Regions from separate parts of the Mus musculus genome. Here region 2 is linked to region 1. Evidence: chromatin contacts called from public HiCAR-type data. All regions are on one chromosome and are shown on one strand. The core of a region is the stretch at or near the end of the contact, and the rest is flanking DNA. Distances in the headings are between cores, read along the strand shown. Region 1 holds the start of Zfp618 (zinc finger protein 618). Region 2 holds the start of Pappa (pregnancy-associated plasma protein A).

The links. HiCAR-type assays count read pairs that join an accessible place to other places.
Region 2: a HiCAR-type map of astrocytes shows a contact between it and region 1, with 4 times the contacts expected there. The contact joins the promoter of Pappa here to the promoter of Zfp618 in region 1. A contact is called at or near these places in 1 of 39 promoter capture datasets (hippocampal neurons) and 1 of 115 datasets of contacts at active chromatin or transcription factors (astrocytes).

What each region holds. Positions count from the first base shown.
Region 1 is chr4:62,962,406-62,968,400 of GRCm38.p6, reverse strand. It overlaps Zfp618 (zinc finger protein 618), which reads right to left and starts at 2,834. Exons shown (of 15, transcript NM_028327.1): 1 at 2,695-2,834. The coding sequence starts at 2,727.
Region 2 is chr4:65,121,124-65,126,750 of GRCm38.p6, reverse strand. It overlaps Pappa (pregnancy-associated plasma protein A), which reads right to left and starts at 2,577. Exons shown (of 22, transcript NM_021362.1): 1 at 1,804-2,577. The coding sequence starts at 2,209.

The DNA.
Region 1 (5,995 bases), core at 1,585-4,084:
TAATTATGCACTTAAAGGAAAACAACAAAACAACAACAAAAAGGCTCATTCCAAACATGTCAGAACGTGGCCAGTCAGCCCTGAAGGATTGTTACAAAAACAAAAAAAAATTTTTTTTTAATTAAATTAAATTAAATTTCCCAAATGCTACGGCGATGATGGGGACTATCTAACCTGTGCCAATGTTAAATTCATTCCACAGAATTAGCAGCCCTTCAGAAACCCAGTTTCCATAAAACAAATTGGTGAGGTAGGTCCAGGACCACCCGCTAGCTGTTGATCCCGGGTCCAGAGTGGTCTATCCCCACCCCAGGTAACCCATCATAGCTCCAACCCCAACGTCTACAAGGTCCCCCCAAGTCCAACTAACACACTCCTTTTGGTTTGAAAAATTTGAACTTTTTTTTTTTTTTTACTCAAAAAAAAAAAAAAATCAGCACATCCGATCAGCCTAAATCATCACCAATTTCCCTTTATCTCAGAACAGATCTTATTCTCTTGTGTCAAATTTCCATCCAGTCAATATTTATCCCTTGAAAATTTTTCTCTTTTTTTTTTTTTTGTTTCACCTTCATTTGATTTATCTTAAGGACAAAACCTCCACATAAAATATTGTTTATAAAAAATGCTTTCAAATTCCCAAGGCAAGCATCTCTGGGTTTGGCTTTTGTGTGTATTCTGATTAGTTTTTCTTTCAAAGAAAATAATAAATTTTCCTGCTAGAAACAGCTGAGTTGGTGTTTCAGTTCATTTCTTCAGCAAAGTGTTCTTACCAGGGAAGATGGATTCAAATCAGAATTTTCATCTCTGCCATTCTCTCTCCCACCTTTTTTTCTTACTGGGTCAGTAAAATTTGTGGAATTTTCTGTTGTTGTTACAAATCCCCTCCCTTCAAAACACACACACACACAATCTTCAAATGATCAAGGCTAATGGATTTCTTCTCTTTTGACAGCAATAAAAAAAATTTGAAAAATGCAAAATATTAATGAATTATCCAACCCCACATCACAAAGAAACCTGAAGCCAACCTGAATTTTTAAAAAAGGAACTGATGATAATACTCTAATTGGACTAGAAAACAAAATTGAGAAAGACAAATTCTCCTCTTTAACAAGGATTTTTTTTAATCCTTATCTCCATCAATTGATTCACTTGTGTGTCGTAAAAAAAAATGGGCTTCTGTGAATCCACTGTTAGTTTTTCATAATAATGTTAATTATGCATATCTTATTTTAATGGCGGCCTCTCCTACAATTCTGTGGGCTACTCAGTTTGCACAATATATGAATTGACATTTTTCTCCATTGAATATTGCTCAAGAAAAGGTCCCTGACATTTTCTAGATAAAACAACAACAAAACAAGAAATGCCTAGACCTTGCAGCAAACAAAATCAGGAAACAGTCATAATTATTCCATCAAAGCAAAACACACACACAACACACACAACACACACATACACACACACAACATAACAAAAAACAGAAAAAAGACCGGCAGGATTTCACTCTAACTTTTCCAATTTCTGTTTTTCTTTAAAATCTCAGGAGTTAAATGCAGTAAAATGTAAATGTAAAAATTTAAACCTACAATTTTTGGGTGTGTCCAAAGCCAACATTTTAGGATCTATTTTCTCTCCTAAATCCTTCTTTCTTGGAAATGGAAAAACTTTGAACGCTGCCAAATGGCAAAATTAGTCATTTTTGCCTACGGAGCAAAACAAGCCGCAAATTATAATGAAACACAATTTCTAATTGCTTCATAAAGCCAATTCTCCCAGCTTTCCCTAAACTGAACTATTTCCCCCCTTTTCTCATTCCAATTACTATTTTTTTTTTACTCAAATTAAAATAACTTAGGTACCTAAACTGCCTTTGCTTTTAGGAGGTATTTTTGCTTTCTCCCCTTCAAGAATTGAATTCATTCAAATTCCAGCTTAATTTTCATTTACATATTATCTGGATTTGGCTTCAGAAATAAAATTGTCTCCATGTCCTTTCAATGATCAAAGTGAAAATTTTCACTCCAAAAAAGATAGAAAAAAAGAATCTTTCCCACATCCACCAGTTTGTAGATGAAACTTTGGAATAAATAAGAAATAAAAAATATTTCTTTTCAATTTTAATTTCTTTTTTTTTTTATTTACAAAATAGTATCCTCTAGGTGGCGTCGTTTTAATGGGAAAAAACTACCGTTTGAAGAAAAATTAGAAAAAAAAATTGAGAGAAGGAAATATGGCCTTAAAAAAAAAAAAAAAAAAAAAAAAAAGATTGTTGCAAAGATTGGGGGCCTGGAAGGAAAGCTCTCCTGGGGGTCACCAAGGACCATGAGAGCAGAGAGGGTCAAGGGGAAATTGCAAATTTCGGGGGAGGGGGAGATCTGGAAGAAGGTTGCATTTTCGCAAAATCTGAATTGTCCAAACTGCAATGGCTGCTCCGTGCTCTCGCCGCTTTGTTTCTGGGCTCCGGTCCGAGCTGGGGGCCGCGGGGGGCGGCGGGGGACGCCGGGTGAGGGGTCCCCATTAGCCTCGGCCGCCGCCCCCGCGTCGCCCGCGCCCCGCAGCGTCCCGGGGGGCCGCTCCCGCACCCCGGCCGCCCGGCCCCACTCCGGATCCCCCCGCCGGCGCCCGCGCTCGCCATCCCGCGGGGCTGCTGCGGCCCCCGCCCTGGCCCCCGCCCCGGCCCCGCGTTACCTGCGGAGCTGCCGCGCCGTCCGGCTGGCTCATCGGTCCGTGCGGGAGGAGGCGGCCCCGGCGCGTCCTGCTCCTCCCGGGCCGGGCTGCGCCGCGCGCACAATGCCGCTGCCACCGCCGCCGCCGCCGCCGCCGCTGCTGCCGCTCCCTCCTCCGCCCGCCCCGCGCGGGCCGGGGGGCGGGGGCCGGGGGCGCCGGGGGGGACCGCCGCGGGGACCGCAGATCGCCCCGCCGGCCCGCGCCCGCCGCGCTGCACCGCGCCCCGCACCGCCCCCGCCGGCCTCCGAGCCGCTGCGGGCCCCCGGCCTCTCCTCGGCCTCCGCCGCGGGCCTCCGCGACGCCCCACGCCTCACACAAAGCCGCCGGTCCCCCGCGCCGCCGGCGGCCCCCCAAACTTTCCCGCGCCAGCCTCGCGCGCGGGGCATTTGCTCGCGTGGGGCGGAGGTGGGGGCACAGAAAAGTTTTGGGGAGCGGCCTCTGGTGGGACAGAAGGGGTTAATGGGAACGCCTCTCCCCTCCCCACAAGCTCTCCCCCCCCCCCAAATCAGATCGATTTTTTTTTTAAATAAAAGTTTTGAGGAACGAAACTGGAAAGCTTCCTGGGAATATTCGGTAGCCTAGGCTATACCTAGCTCCCCCCTCCCCGTCCTCGCAGATAAGTTTGAGAACTGAGGGCCAAGGGGACCCTCTCTAACCCCCATCAAGTCTGAATATAAATTTACTATTTGAGGAGCCTCTCTTCTGTTTGATGTCAGTGAAGTCACTTTTTTACCCTCCCCCGCCAAAAAAAGTAAAAGTATTAAAAAAAAAAAAAAAACACAAAACCTGACCCTATGGAAGGAGATGTTGAAGGTTGAACAAGGGTCAGCCCCTCCCCCCCCCCCCCCCCCCAGTTAGAAAAGGAAAATTTTGACTTATCCCTCTTACTTGAACTGAAAGGTTAAAGAGGCCTGCTCTTTCAAAAGTCCTAAACTATAAAAATACAAAATGTTTCTTATATGAGAGCTTCCTCTTTATGACTTAGGAAGACTTAAGGGTTTGTTTCTGTCCTCCTACTCCCAAAATAGACTTAAAAATAATAAATCAGAAAGACCTGGCCTATATGAAAACTAGAGAGACCCCTGGATTCTTCTCCCACAGCTAGTTGAGTTTTAGAATAAGAAGTTGAAGAATTGCCATGTATCAGATGAGAAAGGAACCAATGTGTTTCCTTACCCTTCCCTTGAGAAAAAAAAAATAAGGATAGGATTGTTTTATGGAAATTAAGGCTAGTTAAACGGGTGCTTTTTCTGACTCCACCTTAAGAAAACATGTGTAGGAGCTTTTTAAAGTTTAAAGAGCAAACTCCTCTAAACAGAAAGGGCTCTAGAACTGTCCGTCCCCTTAGAACCCTTCTTCTTCCTTCAAGTTAGTTTTTAAAGACACCACTCTCCTGGAAGAATCAGTCTGTGGGAATTTGGCCCTCCGTAGAAGAAAAACAGTGAAGAACCCCACTTTTCAAACCCCAGCCTGGTAAATACATAAGAAGTTAAGCAGCATCTTCCAGTTACATCTGGAAACCTCTAAAGTCAGTGATTGATTTGAGATTTAAAAGTACCCATTTCTTTTTCCCCTGCTTATCGCGTATGTTCTTGGAAGAGATCTGGCAGCATCTTCCAAGGCCCGTGTGGATCAAGTGGGAAGCAGAGCTGGCAGTTGGGCAAGCCTGGCAAAGCTCTGCCTGCTTGCCTCACCTCCTCCTAGATACTAGAGCCTTAAACTGTTTTCAGAGTATCTGCCTCCTGGCCAGGCCTGCTCCTCTGCCCAAGCTAAGGCTGATAGGATTCCCTGGAATGGTAAGGAAGGAGATCAACGCAGTGGGATGGTTATCAAGAGAAAAGCCCTTCTTTGAGAGTCAGGAAAGGGGGGTACAGTAACTGTTCACTGAGCAGTTACTGTATATATATGGGAGGGGGGGCAGATAAACTGTCAAGAAGAGCTTGCCCTAGCCCTTCTCAAATTTGAACCACCCAGATTGGCTGGTCTCACCCTGGAGTTCTTACTTCATTCTGTTGAGGTAAGGAACTGATAGTTTACATTTCCATCAAGTGTCCCGGCAGCTGCTTCCCTAAAAACATCCTCTTGCAAACCACTGTAGTACCTGAACAAGGTAAAGAGGAAGGGCCTGGTCCACTCCAGGAGCACAGCAATGATTCCAAGTTATACCTGATTGGCTGGTGATTCTCCCTGCAGGATCTTCGTCAGATAGAGGGGATAGCAGGAGTTTGAGTTCCCAGGTCCTTAAGTCATAGTTTTAGGGATCCAGAAAATAACCACTAAACAAAACTTTACCTACATGTCCATTTGAACGGAGAAAGTATCTTCCCAAAAGGGAGTGCTAGACTGCCTGTCACCTCTAGCCTGTGAAATCCCATGGTCCTATGCAGCCTTTTCTTTCCAGAATCATTGCAAATACCTTCTGCCTCTCCATAACCCAGAGATTAGATGACCTGAACATTCTGTCAGCGCATTTGACAGAGAGCCCCCCTCAACCCCAGTATTCAGCAACAATGTATATTCAGCAACAATGTATAAAGACGCTTCCCCCTGGAGTCAGAGACGCAGAGAAGGTGTTCTGATTGACGCTATCTTGCCCAGGCCTTGGAAGGGATGCTAAGGGCAATGCCATCTAAGCTTAAGAAACCCAGGTTATAATTGAACCCACACATTCCCTAAAGCCACTGCAGAAACAACACAGTCACCCGCAGTGACTGTGTAGCATCACAGCAAACAGGACACATGTGCAACACAGAGAGCGCCTTTGGATCTCCAGGAGCAAGATAGCTGCACTCTAGGACCCACTGGAGACCCATGCTGGCAGAGAACAATGGCGCCATGACCAGTGTGACAAAGAGACGCAAATCAAGTCACACAGAAGGCTTTGAGGGGAGGATTCTGACACAGAGGGCCTCTGAGTGGGCTGAAGTAAGGTGGTAGGTAGAAGAGTCAGGGCAGCAGGGCCAAGGCCCAAACTGCCCAGTGATGGGACAGGCAGATTCTTGGGTGCTGCATTGGCACAGCGAACACTGGTCAATCTAAGAACCCATAGGAAGATACGCAGTACAGCAGGCACCTCCAAAGGCTCCCTCATTTTGAGCCATTTATCAAAGTTTGGAAACATCTGACTCTCCCACATGCAGCTCTCCGTACCCAAAACACCTGGAGTGTGGTGTGACTTCTAGGGAGTCATCCTTCCCAGCAGGGTGACCCTGGCCTCCTGGTATGGGAGGATGAGGGGCAGGAATTCCATTGGCTTGGCTGG
Region 2 (5,627 bases), core at 1,328-3,827, 2.2 Mb before region 1:
GTCGATTACGTACACGTAAGTCTTCCAGAGACCAGGAAGGGAGAAAGACCTTGGTCTGAAACACTTAGAAGCCTGTGCAAATGCAAATGCAATCCCGTGAGACAAAGATTTGTATGCATGTATATATTAAATGCACCCACTATCTTTACAACCCCGGGCTTTCCTCTCTTGGGGGATCCCTTCCGAATCATCCACACAACAGGTAGAGCAGCAAAACCAAACCTACCCATCTCTTAACCACTTTCAAGCAGCAAACCGCTGTGCTTTGAAAGTGAAAACACTCAGACACACTCAGACACACACAAACACACACACACACACACACACACACACACACACACAGAGAGAGAGAGAGAGAGAGAGAGAGAGAGAGAGAGAGAGAGACCTGAATTATCATCATCTTCATGACTATTTTGAATCTTGTCTCTCGTTACATGTTGTACCCTCCTCTGGCTGACAAGGGTTTGGGAGCTGAAAGTGAATGCGCTCCGTTTCCCTCTCCTTTTCGGAGGGAGGGGGTGGTGGTAGCGATGACGTCAGTTTTGTGTGTGTGTGTGTGTGTGTGTGTGTGTGTGTAGTCGTTCTCACTCTCCTTTGGTAGCTGGGAAGTGGGAGCTTTGAGGATACATTTGAGTGGCATAGTAGCAGAGTTTGGGTTCCCTGAAGGGGACTTCGGTAAATGGGAGAGTCGGTGCAGTGTTCAGAAAGGTTTATGCCAAGGCAAAACAGCCGCAGACTGCCTGAGAGCGGTGTGTAAGGGGTGGGATCACGAAACCCTCTACTCGCTCCCAGGTTGCAGCGAAGGGGGAACCCCTAATATAGCTTTAAGGCGTCCCAGGACACGGCAAGGTTGTTTATGCAGTGAGGGAATCTCCCAGACAGAAGAGGCAAAACTTTCCTTCTCTCCTGCGCCGCCCCCTCCACCACCCCTCGTTTTATTAAAGGCATTTCCACAGATTCATTTAGAAGGGAAAATGAATGTTGAGGCGTTTGGAAGGTTTGCAGCCCTCGCAAAGTGTCCGGTTTCACTATGGGCTTTGCTGTGGAGCAGCGAAGGGGAGAGAGGGAGGGTGAGGAGGGAGATCTTAAATCTAGTATGGGCTCATAAAAGTCCCCAAAGAGAAAAGCGCCCCATTTCTCAGCCGAGTCTGGGGTAGGCTGTCAGAGGTGCGCTAAGAAGGTCTGACCCAGCGGTGAATGACAGGCAACGGGCTTTAAAAGCAAGGACCCAGAGAGGCAGTGTGGGTGGCTATGGTGGTGGTGGTGGTTCCCAGAGGCAAGCTTCGGGCAGAGAGCAACTTTGGGGTAGTTATAGGACTTCTAAGTCTGGCAATCAAAACTACCTGCCCCATGCCTACTTTGAGGGTAGCCAGGCTACTGGAGAATTGCGTCTATGGAAAAGTAAAGAGAAATGAACCGTTTCCTACACTTCTTTCACACGCAACCCATCTGGGTCCTGTACCCTTTTCTCCCATACCCGGACAGAGTCTCTCTGTACATCCCCAGCACCACTTAAGTATTCTGGGTTCCCGGGGGATCAGCTATATCCCTAGCTCCTGGTCTTGGACCGGCGAGGAGCTCCCGAGTGCAGCTCCCCAGAGGCCGGGCAGCATCCTTTCTCAGCGCGCCCATTCCGCAGATGGGTTAAAGAGAGTCTCTCTTCCTTACTCCCTGTGCTGCTCCCGGGACGGCTCCCGCAGACCCACCCGCCACCTGCACCCCAGACATCCGCAAGAACCCAGGAGGGGCCTGCAGAGACCCGCAGGGTGGTCCGCCAGACAGGGGGGACCCCTTTCTCCTTACCTGTGATCACTGCTGGAGACTTCTGGCCACCCTCGGCTCGCAGCCACACTTGCAGTGTAAAGGCGTCGCGGGGTAGCTCCAGGTCGGCCCGGAGGCGCAGCTGCTCCCCTCGCCCGCTGAAATAGAGCGCCCGGCTAGGCGGGCTCGGCTCCTCGGCGCCCCTCGCCGCCCGCTGCTGCCGCCGCCGGGGGACGCGCACGGCTTCCCAGGCACCGCCCGGAGGCGGCGGCGGCGAGGCGCGGCGACCGCGGGCCGCCCGGGTGGCGCAGGTGGCCGGTCCAGCGGCGGGGCGCGGGGGGCGCACGGCCCGAGGGTCTCTTCGGACCCGGCGGGGGCGCTCGGCCAGCCCGCAGCCCAGCGCGGCGCTCAGCAGCCCCAGGCGCAGCACCCAACTCCAGAGCCGCATGTCCGACGGTCCCCCCCGCCCCCCCTGCGCCCCTGCACCGCCGCCCGGAGCTGCCAGCTTTAGCTCGCACTACTATTTGCCTCCTTTCTCGTGCGAGCCCCCCTTCCACTTGCTTTTTTCTTTTCTTTCTCGCTTTCCTCCTCAAGGTGTGTGCTCCACTCCCCCCACCTTTCAAAAATACAGTCCAACTCCTCCTGGTTGGCAATTAATTTCTCTCCCCGCTCCTTTATCTGCCTTATCCCCCCTTCTAACAGCTGGATGCCTTCCTCCTTGTTTTATTTCATTTTATTTTATATATTTCTAGCTCTTAAAAAAAATCTCCTCTAACACACTGGTCGGCTGAATTCCCTCCCTCCCCCCAAGATGCTCTCATTTATTTATTTTTTGCGTCCTTTATAACACAAGCCACAGCCCCCTTCTCCCCCCCGCCCCCTCCCCTCCCTCCTTCTTCACGAAATGAAAGGAAAGAGGGGGAAAAAATCCCTTAGAAGACGAGTAAACAAGCGTGTGCTAATCTGTTCGCCAGCACTCCACCTTCCCAATTGAATGAGTCCCTGTTCAAACTGCGGGGATCATGACCAATCAATCGGTTTGGAGAGGCCGATCCACCCAGCCTTCCTCTACTTTGCCGTTTGTCTCCTTTCCTTCGGTTCAGCTTCTCCACCCCCTCTTTCTTCTTCTACTTCTTCTGTTTTTAAGAAGACAATCTTAAAGTAACAATTTAATGAAATTCTGTACACACCCCCTTACGGTCCTCCCTGCTCTTCGCATTCCGACTCAAAACACACGTTCTGGTTTGTTTTGTTTTGCTTTGCTCCCTTTACCCCCGCCCCTTATTTTTATTTTTTATTTTGCCTCGTGGCGGGAGAGAAAAATCTGTCTTTCAGGGTCTCATTTGCCCTTTGCTGTTACATGTCTCTCTTTTCACAATACACAAAGCGTTGAAACTTGATTTTCAGATTCTTTTTCATCTTCTCTGCCTCCCTCCCTCTTTCTTTCATTCTCCCACTTTTCTTCTTGTTCTCTGTCCCCCTCCCTTCACCTCCCTCTCCCATTTTTCTCCTCCTTGCTCTCTCTGTCTCTTTTGCCTTTCTCCTTCTCCTCTCACCACATTTTCTTAAAGTTATACTGTAGTAAGTTGGTTCTCTCTTCCCTGAGACCCCAATGCTAACCTTCGCGCTTCAGCATACCAAAGTCAATTCCCAAATCCGTATAGATTGAACAGAGCATCAGAGAACTGTTTGCAGGGCATCTCCCTTGGAGATACAGTGGACCAGTGCTATGTCCCCCATCATTGCCCCTGAACAATCCTACATCATTCAGTTGACTGTTAGATATACTTTTTGTTGAATATAAATGGTAGGAAAATATGAATTTACCCAATTTCAGCTTAAAAACAATCCAAGTTCTCCTAATGTTGGCCAAGCACAGGTAAGCAGGTAACAGTCTGCTGCCCCTGTGGCTCTACGTTTTGAACTGAAATATATATATATATATATTCATTCCTTTCCCCCTCTTTATGGAACTCAAAAGCTCCCCCTTATGGCAAAACAGCTCTCTTTCCCTCGAGTGTTTAATAAGTCAAAATGGGTTAGCCATGGTGGTTTAAATTTATTAGTTCTTTGCTAGCCTGTCCAAATAGTATCTCTATAAAAAGATGTCATTCCAGGTAGAATTTATGGTGGAAAACTGAGGTGAAGTTGACGCTACTAATTATTGACTTGCTCTCCCGTGGTGTTCCTATCCTACGGGCTGTTCCAGATCCTTCCTCAGAGTTAGGATCTTTGCTACATGCTCCAGGGAGGAACAGAACCATCGGAGCATATTTGCTGGTAAACAGATAAAGATTTGTAAGATGACAGATGACTCAGATCTCCACCCACCCCACCCCCCATAAAAGCTGAAATGTGGTAAGCAGGAATCATGGCACTATTCTGCAAACCAGCTATCCCAGATTTCTGTCCTCCTGGTCAGGGAAGAACTTGCTATGTAGCATCAGGCTAAGAGTTCTGGAACTCAAGGTCTCTACGTATAAAGAGATGCCCATCTTCCATCCTCCATTCTATAGAGACCTGATGGAAAGAAAAAAAAAATACTGTGCATAATGCCATAGGTTAAAAACTTACCCCCTACCCCACAAATCTCTCACGGTCTACAACTTTGATTCACCTATACAAACTAGGATGTAGTCCTCAAAGAAGGAAAAAGATGGGGGGTGAATTGCATAAACACTGTCATTCAGTACTTCCCCCCCATGATATTTGGAACACCACCCCCCACCCCCGCAAATAATATTTGGAACATGACTACTGCTCATTTCAGTTATGACAATTAGGTATTTGGAGACTGTATTTCCAGAGGCTTTTAAGCCATTGTGTACAATAATTTTAGTATTTGTAGACATTTAGAATTTCATCCACTTTCCAACCAGGAATGAAATAGGAGGCACATCAATTTCCAATGCACATGCACTCACCTGGTCTTCCTCTGAACCATTTCACTGTAACCTTCCATTCAGACCTCTTTACAGTGAGAGTGTATACTTTACAGCTTATTCTGAGTACAAAACCTCCTGAACTGTAGATTTTCTCTATGAGCACCATGTACTCCTCTGTTCCCATCAAAGTCAAAGTGCTCCTTAGGTCCCTAAATAAAAAAATTTCTTCCCCTCTGGAAGTGGAGGAAGGAAAGAATAGACATTATAGGTTGTTTTGCTCTTTGACCCCAATCCCTAAATGCATTGAGAATGTTTGCTAAAGCCTTTTACTGACATATTACTAAATGTATAATTACTGGGCAGCTAGATGGTACAGTAGGTAAAAGGTCAAGTCGGCTAACCTGAGTGGAATTCCTGGGACCCACAATGGTGAAAGAAGACTCAACTCTTGCGACTCTAGTGTTTTATCTGCCACATATAAACCATGGAGTCCACCACCCTCAGCAAATAAATAAGTAAAATAAAATTTTAACCATATAACTACCATTTCCCCTCGCCTGTCTTGGAGGCTACTCTTACTCTGTGCGCACATGGATTTGCTTGTTTTTATGCTGGAGTCTCATGGATGAATCGCACACTGTGCATGATAGGCCATTCAAAGCAATGGCTTACACATGGCCTCTGTATTGGCTTACATTTTAAATAATGATTCATCATGTAGTGCTCTCCTGTTAATTAATCATGTAGTCTCTTGTGGATTTTTTTTCTCATTTTTATCTTTCCATTTCTCCCCCTTTTAAGTACCAGAAACTGAATTCAGTGCTTCCCACATGATAGCTCTGCTAGTACTCTACTGCGGGGATAGTAGATCCCATTTAGTCTTGTCATAGCTACCCAGTCCCTGGTTCCCTTCTCAGGGCCTCCTAAAGTTTCTGAGGAAACTTTTGGTACCAAACCCCTTCTTACTCTGTACTTTTAATC